Linked DNA regions of Mus musculus: region 2 is linked to region 1. A link is a contact called in public Hi-C data. All regions are on one chromosome and are shown on one strand. Each heading gives the region's core, a stretch centred on a gene start, on an enhancer-like site or on the middle of the called end of the contact. The rest is flanking DNA. Distances are from core to core; before and after follow the strand shown.

Region 1 (7,490 bases), core at 4,717-7,216:
TTTCTACCTTTGGAATACTGAATTTACAAGCATTGGTCATCACCAATCTACCGAGCTTTGGGGTTTGGGTTGTGATGGTGTTGTGCTACCCAGGCAAGCCTCGTACTCTGCTCAGGCAATCCTCCTCCCTCTCCAAAAGTGGGAGCACAACTGTGTGCACTGACTGGGACACAGATGTGTGCACTGGCTGGGACACAGATGTGTGCACTGGCTGGAACACAGGTGTGTGCACTGGCTGGGACACAGATGTTACACTGGCTGGGAACACAGATGTGTGCACTGGCTGGCTTGTGTTACTTTTTTCCTTTTCATTTATTCACTTGTTTGTGGTTTGTTTGGAGACATGGTCTTTCTATGTAACCCGGCTGTTCCTCACTGTAAACCAGGCTGCTTTTAACTTCACAGAGACCCATCTTGCCTCTGCCTCCTGAGTACTAGGATTAAAATTTGGCTTGCATTATATTCTATTTGTTTGTTTTGAGACAGGGTCTCACTATGTAGCCTTGCCTGGCCTAGAACTCCCGATATAGAACAGGTTGGCCTCTAATCCATAGAGCCTCCTGCCTCTGCCTTTCAAATGCTGGCACTGGAAGCATGTATCACCATACCCAGCCCTTGTTTTTTTTTTTTTTTTTTTTTTACTTATTCACGCTATATTCCGCTCAGTGACCCCCCCTCTTGGTCACCCCCTTCCACAATCCTTCCCCTAATCTCCTCTCCCCTTCTCTTTTGAGTGGGTGCCCCCCCGCCCTGGTATCCCTCCTATCCTGGCATTTCAAGTCTCTTCCTCTCCCACTGAGGCCAGACAAGGCAGCCCAGCTAGAAGAACATAGCCAGCCTACAGGCAACAGCTTTTGGGATAGCCCCCATTTCAGCTGTTAGGACAAATAGTGAGGTTGAACTGACGTTTCTGGTGTCATTAAAAACTCAGCGACTGGGATGAAGAAATAGCTCAGGAGTTAAGATCAATGGCTCCACAGAACATGGTGGCATCTGCCTTCTAAGATAGTCAGAGATATATATTAGAGAGACCCAGTCTCATTTTAAAAAATTTTTAAAAAGGACAGCTGCTCTTTCAAAGAACCAGGTTCAAGTCTCAGGACCCACAGAGTAGCTCACGACCACCTGCAATCCCAGGAGGAGGCAATGCCCTCTTCTTACCTCCTCAGACACCAGACATGCATGTGGTACACAGGCACATATACAGGCGAAACACCCAAATAAAATTTAAGTTAAGAAATTAAGGAACAGGTGCACACCTTTAATTCCAGCACTTGGGAGGTAGAGGCAGGCGGATTTCTTCGAGGCCAGGCCAGCCTGGTCTACAGAGTGAGTTCCAGGACAGCCAGGGCTACACAGAGAAACCCTGTCTCAAAAAAACAAAAACAAAAACAAAAAATGAGAAAAAACAAACAAGCAAACAAACAAAAAAAGAAACTAAGGAACTTCTTTCTCTGGAAGACACTATATGGCAGACTACCCTAGCACAGGCAGATGTCTTGTGGGGGTCAGGCTAGAGAGACCAAGGAAGCTGGTGGAGCCTTGGCAGTGTGGCTCTGGTCACAGCGACTATACAGGGGAAGGCAGAATGCAAGGCCCCCATACCAGCCTGGGCTTAGTTCTCATTAACTATGCTGTTCACTGTTCATGGGCACTGTGGGGCCTCCTTCTTAGTAGCCTGAGACTCTGTGACCCAACCTAGGACCACTTAGGGCCTCTAACTGGTAGTCACCTCTAGAAACAGTGTCCTCGGGACTCAAGGGTGCTCACAGACCAGGATCCCTGGGTCACATTTCTTGGGACTCTGCTCTTGTGGCATGAGCTTGGGTACCAGGCACTAGAGCGAGCAGAGGGATCTTGGGATCCTTGAGAGGCGAGGCCCAGCAATGCAGCCGCTAGGGGGCAGGACTCTCCCATGTGTTCCCTCTGAAAGCTGGCAGCAGAGGAGCAACCACAGGGAGACTGCCCTCGGGGTCCAGCAGAGGTTATAATGTTAGCCAGAAGTCCATGTGGACCCTGAGCCTCAAAAAAACAAGCAAACCAAAACAAAAACCTTCTCTGAGGCCACGGTGAGGTGGCGGGGGGTGGGGGGTGCGGTTAAGGTACAAGCCTGACAGGAAGGATACCCACGTAAGCTGGAGAACCCGACCTGGACTTGACACAAGCGTGCTTTGCCTATGGGCTCTCCATCTCGAAAGCAGAAACACAAGTGGGGATGGGAGGTGGGCTGGGGAGCACGGTGCAGGTCTCAGTTCTCTAGGAAGAGACCCTGGGCCTCTGAGACTTGGACCCCAGGAGCAAATGTGAACCAAGTAGAACAGTCAGGCTTTCCTTGCCTTTACCAAGCTGCTTGCTAGGCTGGGGTTGAGGGTCAGGAAAGCATCCAGGAAGCTCCCGGACCCTCTGTGCCTCTCTCAACCGTCCTGTCTCTCAGCTTCAGCCCCGGAGAACAGAGAAGAAGAGCCTCCGTTCTGGTCACGTGAAGAAGACTCCTTAGAAAGGCGAGTGTGGGCCTGGCCTGCCCTGGGGCCTCTGGGGTAGGCTGTAGATGTTCAGTGCAGCCTAGGTCCTCTAGACAGCAGAGGATTCACTGTCCCTGGCTCTGATGCACAGGAAGCCACGGGAGTCCCTGTACAACACTAACGGCCCCAAGGGGTCTCTGTCCCTGTAGGGAACGGCCTGTCCCAGGAAGCTTAATGTCTCCAAGCTCTGACAAGGCATCAGAGCTCCAGCTCTGTACCTGTCTCGTGTGTACACTTCCCTATTCCAATTAGCACTAATTGGACAAGCAGAAAAGACCACAGACCACGCAGCAAAAGCAACAGGGTCTGCTGGATCTCATGCAGCCAGTGTCGTTTATTTTAGGGGCCACATGAAATAGGCTTTGGGGGATGGGCCCTCAGGTGTCTGTGTCTCTGAAGGAGATGAAATAATGGGGTCACATCTGCCAAGGACCCCTGTGAGCCTCCTAGAAGATGGGAGTCATTGCAGGACAGTGGATGCAGATGAGGACCAAACAGCCCTTTTCTCAGCCTGACATTTACGGCTTTTTGAACTCAGCCTACCAGATTCCTCTCCCCAAATCTGGACAGTCTCATTTCTTTTGTTCCCACTCCTTACTACCCAAGTCAACCATTCATACCTCCATGTTTTAGGTGTCCTTGGGAGTCCCTTCTTGAGTACCCCCTAGGGACCACGGAGATGGACATGCCAGACTTGGCTGGCTGGGAGCCCTCAGAGGCTTGCTGAGTGGCTAGGCCCTTGTTCTAAGGGCCCAAGAGCACAGATTGGTCAGAAGAGAACAGAGATATAAGGAGTGAGGCTGGGGAACAGAGAAGGCTTAACTACTTCCCCACTTGAGCAGCCCTCTCCTCCTCTGCCTACTGCTATCTAGGCCAAGGCAATCAATCCCCAGCTGGCCCTTTCGTGCTTGGTGGAAAGGAAGGGGCCAGGTAATCAGGCTACGTGCTTGGAAATGGAGGCCTCAGCTGCTGGCACTCCAGGTGAGGCTGTAGGTTCTCTGATCCTTCAGACTAGGCTCGGGTGATGAGCCAAGTGGTGCCCATATACCAGGCAACAGGTGGAAGCTGAACACTAGAATCAAAAGGCTCCAAATGTGAGCTCTCTGGGGCGGGGCTAGCCCTCAGGAGAAGGGTACAGCCTGAGACATCTAGTCGTTAAGGATGGCAAGTATTCCCTGAATAAAGGGTTGCCTTTGGAACGCGGTATACCTGGGCAATCTGGGCCCTTCGTCTCAGAGCGAAGGGCAGAGGCAGCCTGGCTTATTTGTTCTACACCGACAGCTCAGACACCCTGAGCTGTGGTAGTGGGAAGAATGCTTTCTATTCTTCGCAACAATCTCTAACAAGGAGATAGAGGCTTGGCTCTGCACACCCCACCCCCCTTAGAGACCAACCTGGTCCTGGGCAATTTGGTGTTGCCATGACAACCACACACTTCTTAGCCTTACTTAGCCGACTGAATTCGAGTTACAGATTAAATCCTGGTGAGTTGTCTTCAGACACACGAAAAAAATCTGTGTGTCCCCCCATGTCATCCATGCCTCTGATACATGCCCCCTGTCTCTTGCTGTCTGAGGCAAGGAAGATGCATCTGTATACTCTCTCTCCCTATGCTCCTAGGGTAGACATAAACGCAAAGCTCACTTGCGATATGGCCGCGGAAACACGTGCTTGGCAGTACTGTACACGGTGGCTAAGCTAAGTAGGCCTTGTAACTGAATGATGGTCCTTAGATCTCTCTGTTTAGGATGTGCCCTTAAGGACTTGGTTCACCAAGTCTGGGACTTGCCTATGTGTGAACTAGCACTCTTGTATGACTGGGACCTTGGACCTAGGGCTTCTAGCCTGAACCTTTATATGTTCCCCCAAATTAACTTCAGCCTCCTTTGACTGGGTATAGAGAAGAATCGCCCACGTTGGCAATGGGCTTAGCCCTGCTGGATAGGTAACAAAGAGCAGCCCTGTCTGCAACAAGCGTGGTGCAGGTGACCCTAGAGAGATGCCTCAGCCTGGCAGTCAGGTAGGGATAGTTTATCCTGGCAGTCAGGTAGGGATAGTTTAGCATGTTAACATAAAGCAGCTAGGTGGTGGTTTTAGAAAAGCACAGATCTTCCTGTCAAGCCAAACTGAAGGTCTGGCTTGCTCTCAGTCTGAGATAGAAAATAGGTTTGGAGGGATTCACCACAACTAGTCCCTTAGGATGGACACGAAACCTGCCCCTGACCTCTACCGTGAAGGTCAGAAGCCCCTGCTCTGTGTTGTAGGGATTACATGTGAAACGTCCTATTCATGAGGCTACGGCATCCCTTGGTCAGAGGCAGCCCATGACCATAACTGTATCTCTTAGTTAGCTCTACACTTCTGCTCCATCTTTCTACTCTTCGGAGCCTTAGCTTCCCAGTAATCCCAGCATTCAGAAAACAAAGACAGGGGGTCCCCAGGGAAAACTGGCTGGCTAGAGTAACTGAACTGAGTCTGTGAGCTCCAGGCTCAGTGAGAGACCTCAGTAAAGAGGGCAATGGAGGGAAGATGCCTCAGCTCAACTGGCCTCTGCATATCCATATACACACACCTACACAAACACATCCATATACATGTGAACACACACATGGGCATGTATACATACCATAGGCACAGGTAATAACGCAATACACAATATCAAGAGATAACATCACTTATCATCAAAAAGCACAGCACGTAGACACATTCAGACTCCATGGTGAGCACTACACTGATCTAGCACTCCTACTTGAATGTGGCTGTGTCCAGGCTCTGGTCTTGAAGTACACAGGCCCACTAGCTCTCAACTCCCCATCCCACCACTGAGGGACTGCTCAACTCTGACTCCCCTGGGCTTCTATGATTTTTTTTTTTTGTTTTTGTTGTTGTTGTTCTGAGATAGTATCTCATTCCGTAGCCCAGGCTATAAACAAACTTCCTGTTCATCTTCCCAAGTGTTGGGATTAGAAGTGTGTGCTACGCTCTTGTCTTCTTGCTCCTGCTCTGTCTTTTTGTCCCTTATCCCCTCTCTCCCCAACTTCCTCCCCCACCTCTCCCTCCATATGCTCATGGCCAGCCTCCTCTCTCTCTCTTTCTCTCTCTCTCTCTTTCTCTGCCTCTACTACCCCTTTACCTCCCATCCTCATGCCCTGAATAAACTGTATTCTATTCTATACTATAAAAAAAAAGAAGTGTATGCTATCTATATACCTGGTTTCATAATGTGAAAAACACACACACACACACACACAGAGAGAGAGAGAGAGAGAGAGAGAGAGAGAGAGAGAGATCCCTGATGGGTGCTTGAAAATATAGACATGAACATAAGCTAATTTCCCACTGATGATGTAGAAGAAATAAGATAACAGGACACCCTCTGGTGGCCTTCCATCCAGTGCCAGGCCTTCCATTACTCGGTCTGTTGCAAGGATTGCCAAGAGGAAGCAGAGGCAAGAATAACCCGTGGACTTGGGCACTGTGCCCATGAGCCCTGCTGGCAGCCAGAACCACACGATTTCACTCAGTTACAAAAGAAACAAATGTACGCAGCTCTGTCCTTCAATTGCCCCCCATGGTCTGACATCTGCACACCTGCAGAACATGTTCTTGTCATTACAGACATGCCTCTTAGGGACATCAGAGGCCACATGGGGAAGAGAGTAATCTTCAGCTCTAATTTGAGAACATAAAGATGTACCATGCTAGTCTGTCTTTTTCTGAAATTATGTCAACACGCTAGGGAAACAAGAAAGACTATGTGAGGAACATCTCTATTCTGTCCAAGTATGTACAGAGGAAAACACTGCTGTTTGTCTTCTGGCGACAATGGCTTATTCTCTGGAGTCTTTGTGATTTCTCCCATGGAACCCAAGGCAGGCTCTGTCTGGAGGAGTGGGGCAGACAATGTTGTGGGGCTAGACCTTTACCCATGAAGTCTGAAGTTCCGGGATTGCCAGCTTCTCTTTGTGAGCTGATGCCTAACTCTCCCAAGAACTGAAAGCCCTTCTGAGAGGGGCCTCTGGCAACCTTGTTCACTCTATCACCATTCACGATACCCTTTTTCTCCTGAGGCAGGGTCTCTGTAGCCTAGGCTGGCCTCCTTCTGTCACGCTTCCTGAGTGCTGGGATTGGAGGCTCAGCTCATCACACCTACTATGTCATGATTTTCAAAGAAGGTTCCTAAGAGTGAGGAGTGTGTGAGACAGGGTGAAGTCTGGTCTCCCCCAGACTTCCCTTTTTCTCACTCAGCAGGCCTGCAGGAAGCCACACTAGATCCACACACTGGAAAGAGTGCCAGGATCTCCCAGACAGGAACTAGAAACATGCCTTCATTTGTCGCCTCCCAATGTGAGTAAAGCAGTCATGTCTTAGTTAGTCAGTGTTCACTGATGGGCACTGATGGAGAACCCAACTTCATTCCACAGCCCAGGCCTTGTGACAGATGACAGAGGTGTGGATAAGATTCAGAGTAGGAGGCTGGTGGGAAGGAAGGCCTGGGGCTGTGACATTTTCACCTTCTGTCCCCAGTGACCCAGGGAAGACAGGTGACTTCTACCTAAGGCATTTGCCAAGCCAGAGAGACATTATTGTAAGCCATTCCAATCATGATGGCTACTCTTACGGCCCAGACTACTCTTACGGCCATTTCCATCAAGATGCAGGCAGCAAGCTCCACCCTACAGGCTGTCTATGATTAGGCCACCAATCTCTGAGCTTGCCCCAAGATCAGGTCACAAAATCTTACCACCACTCCTAGGCCACCCTGGAAAGTCACTCGCCCTTAAGAAGCACCTATATAAAGCCTGCTCAGGCTTCTGCTTCGGGTCCAGCGACTTCTCAGCTGAGCAGAGGTGGCCACCCTCTTGTGATGTTCCCAATAAATCTCTTCTGTGAGGTCTGTTGTGCAGAGTGACTTTCCCTGCCTGCCAGGATACATTTCCCTTCAGAGCTGTAACACTTGCATTGGGG
Region 2 (7,224 bases), core at 383-2,882, 250 kb before region 1:
GTCACATCCCAACCCAGGTCATAGAGTGACCTAACCAAATGACTGCAGCTGTCCAGTGGATTGTCGGGGACAGGGTTTGCACATAAAAGCTGAGCCACTTGTTGGGCAAGCCAGGCCTCTGAGGACTCTCCCCTCTGGGGTCTCCACTCTGTTTTCCCGGCTTTGTGTCTCAGGGCATATGCCTACCTCTCTACATGATGGGCGCTGGAGCCTGAGACCTCAGTTCAAGTGTGGCTGTCCCAGAGACACATGACTAGACCTTAGACAGTAAAGAACAACTGCTCGAGGCTTCCAGAGGCCTTGATTCTAAGAAGGTGCTGCCATTGGTGTCTTCCATGGTGACAGCATGCTGGCCTGGTGGGAGCAGGACAAAGCTGACTTCTGTTTTTCTTTCCAAATCCAGCAAGAAGGTCAGCGAGATGATGCAATACGCCCGGAGCATGGGTCACCGCTGTGCTTCCCCCAAGCCTCCCGAATCATCAGAACCAAATGTGTCACTGGGTGTCATAACACCCAGTCACATCTGTGGCCAAAGCATGACTGGAAAGTTTGTTGAAGAATTCTGGACGAAAAGCTTCATTAAGCTTAGAAATTCTATTGTATCGCCTCTGTCCTCTTGCCAAAAGTTAACTGTATATGAGACTGGTGCTGCCTGGTACTTGAGACAGGAAAGGAAGCATTTGAGGGCTCCACAAGCCTTCTTGACGGAGTGCAGATAAATACACAAGGGCAATCTGGAGTCTGGCAGGGACTTTCCACAGCCCTGAGCTGCCTGTTTACAAGAAGAAAGTAGTAACTGCCATGGTTTTAAAAGTTATTTTTCCTACATGTGGGCCTATGCAGTACCCACAGAAACCAGAAGGGGGTGGCGGTTCCCAACACAGGGGCTGACAATTAAACTTGAGTCCCCTGGAAAGGCAGCAAGACCTCTCCGCTGTTGATCCAGCTCAGCACCCTTCCTCACCCATGTTTAAAGACAAGATCTCATATAGCCCAACTGGTTTCCCAATGTAGCTGAGGCTTGTCTTGAACTCATCCTCCTGACCCCACCTCCCTAGTGTTAGGATTGTAGGTGTGTGCCACCAAGCCTAGCTGCCATGAACACTTTTTGTTGCTTTCTCTCTCTGTGTGTCTGTCTCTCCAACCATCTCTCTCTGTATGTGTGTCTGCCTGTCTTTCTGTCTCTGTCTCTCTGTCTCTCTGTCTCTCCATCTCTCCGTCTCTCTCTCTCTCTGTCTCTCGGTCTCTGTGTGTGTGTGTGTGTGTTTGTAAGTACATTCATGCCACAACCCATAGGTGGAGGTCAGAGGATAACTTGAGGGAGTTAGTTCCAAACTCAGGTAGTCAGGCTTTATGGTAAATTTCTTTACCTGCTGAGCCATCACCCAGGATCTGCAAACTTTTTCTTCAACTTCACTTAACATGTTGAGATATATATATACATATTCCCCTAGGAATTAAATCCAGAGCTTAGTGCATGGCACCTACCAACAACGGTAGACAAACCATCTACCAGTGAGCTACGTCCCAGCTCATTGATTCCCTAAACCCTGCTATTTGCCTCCGCTGTGTCTAATGTTTAAACTGTGTTTGTCCAGCACAGTATTAACTAACAGTCTGAGGGAAGTGACGGGGAATTGAGAGCCTGGAGATCATGGAGGGTGCCACAGGGCTCCGGGTGCTGCTGTGCTTGCTGCCGCTCCTCACTCTGCAGGCCAGGCCTGCTTTGGGCTTGGCAACAGGCAGACCCAGGGGCAGTGAGGTATGTGAGTAAGCCCTTAGCATAGATAGGCAGTTGTCCCTGCACTGGGCCCCGGGGCTGCAGCTCCTGCATCAGGGACATGAGCCTCCCTCACCCACTGATCATTTCTTCTTGAAGAGGAAGCCTCCCAGCGGCAGGAGGGAGGTGGAGGAGGAGAGCACACAGACCCCATTCCCACCCTTAATAAATGGATCAGGGTCCCTGAGCGTCCCCACTCACACTTAGTGGTGGTTTTGTTTTGCAGAAGCGACACGCTGTGGACACTGTAAGTTATTTGGCCAAGGGGTCCAAGATGGGGCCCTTACTACAGGTTTGCTTTTTCCCATCCCTGTATGCCTCTGTCAGTGCAACAGGCAGGGGGCTCCCATCACTTGAAATGTGACCTCATGTCTCCAGCAAAGAAAGAGGGTCTTCTTGGGAGGTCTGGTGTATTCTTTGGGAATCTGGGCACTTTGCTCTAGAGTGGGTAGAGTCCATTATTATTATTATTATTATTATTATTATTATTAATTATTATTAGTATTATCTTCAGTCAGTCAATGGTGTGTCCATCAAGAGCTTGAAAGTCAATTGCAAAGTCACCTCTCGCTTTGCCCACTACGTCATCACCAGCCAAGTGGTCAACAATGCTGATAAAGCCAGGGAAGTGGCTTTTGATGTGGAAATCCCCAAGACAGCCTTCATCAGTGACTTTGCCATGTGCGTGCGTGCCCTGTCTAACTCTTACACTCTACTCCACTTGTGTCCACTCACCTGTTCAGCCTGAGTTCAGAGTAGTGAGATCTCACTTGGGTCATGGCCAGCCCCAGCTTAGAGGGGTAGGAGGAAAGAGGTCCATTAGAGGTCTCACCTCCCACCTTACACAGAAAATCAGAGCCTCTGACTGCTTGTTTTCAAAGCTTTTGACTTGGGGAGCAAATCCAGTGAGTGATGTGGCCTCTGTGACTATGGTTATCTACTGACTTCCTATGGGTCCTCTCAGCAGTGGACAGTAGAGGCAGCAGACAGCAGAGACTCCCTTTTCAAGGAGTTGTGTGGACAGGGTCCTAGGCTCAGAATACTCAGTACAAAGGACAACCCAGGCAGTGAAGTCAGGCCACCACTACTGGGGGCTTTTCCCTTTCATGCAGAACATCAGATGGGAAGGCGTTCATTGGGGACATAAAGGACAAAGTGACTGCATGGAAGCAGTACCGGAAGGCAGCCGTTTTAGGGGAGAGCGCTGGCCTTGTCAGGTAAGTTCCAGGCCTTAGTGGCCAAGCTTCCAGGGCTCTCCCTTCTGACCATCCAGGATGGAGCTGGGGACTGTGAGGAGGGAGCACCTCCAGGAGGATGGAAGCTTGAGTAAGCCTGTCTAAGCTGGCATCTGGGGCTAGGGTGGGGTACATCCTTGAGCTCTTGCCTTGGGGGGGGTGGTGTGATAATAAGAGGAACTGGTTCTGAGGGACAAGCTTTAGGTGTTGAAACTGTACATGTCACCCTTTGCCTATTGCTGCCTCTGGTGACATGTTCAGAGCCTCGGGCAGAAATATGGAGCAGTTCACCATCCATATCACTGTTGGAGCCCAGAGCAAGGCCACGTTCCGGCTCACCTATGAGGAGGTACTAAAGAGGAGACTGATGCAGTATGACATCACCATCAAAGTCAGACCCAAGCAGCTGGTACAGCATTTTGAGGTACTTTGCAAGTTCCCAGACAGGATTCCTCACGTTCTTTCTCCCACCCCCAATCCCACACCAACTGTGGCTTTCAGCAATGGTTCAGCCCTCTCCCTTAGCCCAGGCCCAAAAAATACAAGGAATGAGAGTGAGTCCTTAGGACGGGTTCCTGTGGGCTCTTCCGCAGCAGGAAGCCCCTTGAATCTCCCAGCTTTCTTGTCATCCATGATCCCCCAATTTCTGTACCTGCTAAATACATCCCTGCATTTCCCAAGACTGCCACCAGATTACAAAAAGTACTGACACTTATGTGTCAGTCAGCAGGAGGGGCCAAGTTGAAGGGTTCAGGCATGGGCATCTTTCAGTCAGTATTTCTGGACTGACTATGATGAGCCAGGCCCTGCTAAGGGCTGGGTGGATCCTGCACACAGTAGAAAGGCAGATCCACAGGGCTCTTGGCTGAAATTTGGTGCTAGCCCACATGGGCCTTAGCACAGAACTGGCTTCCATGCAGATCGATGTGGACATCTTTGAACCCCAGGGGATCAGCAAGCTGGACGCTCAGGCCTCCTTCCTCAGTGAGGAACTGGCTGCTCAAACCATCAAGAAGTCTTTCTCAGGGAAAAAGGTATGTGAAGAACAATGGGATGGGGATGGGACCTTAGAGACTTCTCAGCTCAACTCAGCCTTTCTAAAATATCCAGGCTGGGCACAGGACCAGGCAGTGTAATTAGGCTGTCCCGATGAGTTATTAGTCAGACTTTCCATCAACTGTGGCAAATCCCTGAGAGAAACAGTTTCAAGGAAGAGGGATTTAGTTTGACTCCTGGTTTCTGAGGTCTCAATCCATGGTCAGCTTGCTCTGCTGTTTCTGGAACATGGTGGGGTAACATTATAGAAGAAATGCTTGCAGGAATAGAGGTTGTTCAGCTTATGCAGCCAGGAAGCAGAAAGAGAGGGGGGAGAAGGAGGGAGAAGGAGAGGGGAAGGGGGAGGGGAAGGGGGAAGGGGGAGAGAGGGGAGGAAGGGGGAGGAGGGAGAGAGAAAGAGAGAGATAGAGAGAGGAGGAGGAGGAGGAGGAGGAGGAAGAAGAAGGAGAAGAAGAAGAAGAAGAAGAAGAAGAAGGAGGAGGAGGAGGAGGAGGAGGAGGAGGAGGAGGAGGAGGAGGAGGAGAAGAAGAAGAAGAAGAAGAAGAAGAAGAAGAAGAAGAAGAAGAAGAAGAAGAAGAAGAGACTTTCAAAGGCACTTTTCCAGTGACCAACCTAGCTTCAATTTTCTTGGTTAAATTTTGTTGTGATTTATCGAGGCAGGGTCTTATTATTCAGCCTAGACTGTCCTTAAACACACAATCCTCCTGGCTCGCCCTCCCGAGTGCTGGGATTACAGATGTGATCAACCACGCTGGGTAATTATCTATTCATGTTCTGGATTTGTCGTGGATCAGTCCACTGATGGAGGCAGCACCTCAGGATCCAGTCACTCCCCCAAATCCAGGCCTCAGAACTCCACTTGCCTCACTGACCTTCAACATATGAGTCTTTCAGGAAGATAGTCTATATCCAAACTATAATGGGTGCATGTATCCAGGTGGAATCTCAGAAGTGTTCTAGTCTCCTGCTCATCTGAGATAGGAAAGAACTAGTCTCAGCACACTGGCTGTGTCTTGACAGCTTGTATCAGTTTCTTCTTTGCTTATATCCTGCCCTTGGAAGATCATTGGGGCACATCAAACAACCCTTAGCTTTTTGTTTTGTTTTGTTTTGTTTTTGACACCCAACTTTGGAAAGGTCTGTGACTTGTCACTGACCACCCAGGATCCCCAGAAGTTCTGTTCTTGCAACACCCTACTTCCCAAGTAGCCCTGAACCCAGGCCAAGAGCCATCTTTCAGCTCTCATGCCCTATGCACGGGGGCTCCATAAGTCACTGAGAAAGTGTCTCTTACAATTCATCAGTGTATTGGCTAGTTTTATGTCAACTTGACACAGCTGGAGTTATCACAGAGAAAGGAGCTTCAGTTGAAGAAATGCCTCCACGAGATCCAGCTGTAAGGCATTTTCTCAATTAGTGATCAAGAGGGGAGGTCTCCTTGTTGGTGGTGCCATCTCTGGACTGGTAGTCTTGGTTCTATAAGAGAGCAGGCTGAGCAAGCCAGGGGAAGCAAGCCAGTAAAGAACATCCCTCCATGGCTTCTGCATCAGCTCCTGCTTCCTGCCCTGTTTGAGTTCCAGTCCTGACTTTCTTGGTGATGAACAGCAGTATGGAAGTGTAAGCCGAATAAACCCTTTCCTCCCCAACTGCTTCTTGGTCATGATGTTTGTTCAGGAATAGAAACTCTAACTAAGACAATCAGGAAACCTTTAATTTTCATTATTTGAAAAATTATTATTAATAATTGTTTTTATGTGTGTGCAAGCATGCCACAGTATGTGTTTGGAGGGATGAGGACAGCTCCATGGGTCACTTGTCTTCCATATGTTAGGGTTCTGAGGCTCAGAATCAGTCATCGGGCTTTTCAGCAAGCGCTTCACTTGCCAAACCACGCCCTAAATCCGGAATACCCTTTCAACAAAGCCAGACAGACACCTTGAAATGTTAGCAGGTTTATTGTTGACTGGGTGGGGATGGGTCCTCTTCTAACAGTCATTGTCAAGCCTTCTATTTTAAAAGATGAACATATCTTATTATAACAAGCTAATTAGCCTTTAACATCCTTTAAAGAAAGCATAGAAAGTCCAGAGCAGAGAGAGTGGTGAATCACCGGTAGCTTCCGTGAGTGTCTACATCACTCAAACTAGATGTCATCATCTTCCTGGGCCTGCCCTCTCCTCTCTGCTTTTTGCCAATCAAATGACCAAGGGTTGTTGTTGGGGGGGGGGTTTGGTTTTTTTCCATGCATAAGATTGTTGTCTTACTTTTTGTTTTTAAAGACCATATCTGCTCTATCACTGTGGAGCCCAGGCTGGCCTTGAACTAGAGATCCTCTTGTCTCAGCCACTTGAATGGTGGGATCACGGGATCATGGGCATTGCTATCATGATGGCTCATCGCCTTTAACCCCACAGTTTGAGATGACTGATATCTTTTACACTATCATACTGCTATTATTTTAATCTTGTTCTTATACTCTAAATACTGGTGGTTATTATAAAACTTCCAACAATTCAGGAGCAAACAAAAAAAATTAGTCTTTTCTCTTACTACAGGCAAGTATACTCACTCAAACCTAAAAGAATGACCCACCACTGGGCTTACTCCTATGCCTGTAGGCAATCATATTCAGGTGTACACACACACACACACACACACACACACACGCACACACGCACACACACACACTCACAACACACCCCTTAAGCTATCTAGCAGACATCCTATCTGTACCCCCCCATGCCTCACACCTTCTTTGCTTTCAGGGTCATGTGCTCTTCCGCCCCACTGTGAGCCAGCAGCAGTCCTGCCCCACATGTTCTACATCCTTGCTAAATGGAGAATTCAAGGTGACCTACGATGTCAATCGAGACAAGCTCTGTGACCTCCTGGTAAGCCTAAGGCTCATGGTGCAAGCCCTACAGGGCAGGGAAAGTCAACTGGGAGAAAGGTCTCTCTGCCTCTTTTCTGTTCCAGGTGGCCAACAACTACTTTACACATTTCTTTGCCCCCAAAAACCTGACCAACATGAGCAAGAACCTGGTTTTTGTGATTGACATCAGTGGCTCCATGGAAGGCCAGAAAGTGAGGCAGGTAAATGGCACCTTTGGGCAGCTCACCCAGCTGCAGCGTCTCTGGCTCGCCTTCATGTCG

The links. Hi-C and Micro-C count contacts between places; a contact is called where the count stands out from the background.
Region 2: a contact with region 1 is called in a Hi-C map of cortical neurons, with 2.3 times the contacts expected there. The contact joins the promoter of Itih1 here to the enhancer-like site in region 1. A contact is called at or near these places in 18 of 39 promoter capture datasets (the 3T3-L1 cell line, 3T3-L1-derived adipocytes, the C10 cell line and 10 more), 1 of 15 datasets of contacts at CTCF or cohesin (pro-B cells), 20 of 484 Hi-C or Micro-C datasets (the 3T3-L1 cell line, the AML12 cell line, the C10 cell line and 14 more) and 5 of 9 other capture datasets (adipose tissue, embryonic stem cells, liver and 2 more).

The regions. Positions count from the first base shown.
Region 1 is chr14:30,694,282-30,701,771 of GRCm38.p6, reverse strand. No RefSeq gene overlaps it. Among named protein-coding and RNA genes, the nearest start is that of Sfmbt1, 18 kb to the left of the region's middle. Within about 2 kb of position 5,966, at least 94 of the 459 cell types and tissues checked have an H3K27ac peak or open chromatin away from gene starts, as enhancers often do. A contact at or near this core is called in 3T3-L1-derived adipocytes, adipose tissue, cerebral cortex and 5 more, where this site is marked.
Region 2 is chr14:30,937,697-30,944,920 of GRCm38.p6, reverse strand. It overlaps Itih1 (inter-alpha trypsin inhibitor, heavy chain 1), which reads left to right and starts at 1,632. Exons shown (of 22, transcript NM_008406.3): 1 at 1,632-1,762; 2 at 2,007-2,027; 3 at 2,295-2,461; 4 at 2,893-2,997; 5 at 3,277-3,439; 6 at 3,936-4,049; 7 at 6,837-6,962; 8 at 7,048-7,164. The coding sequence starts at 1,655.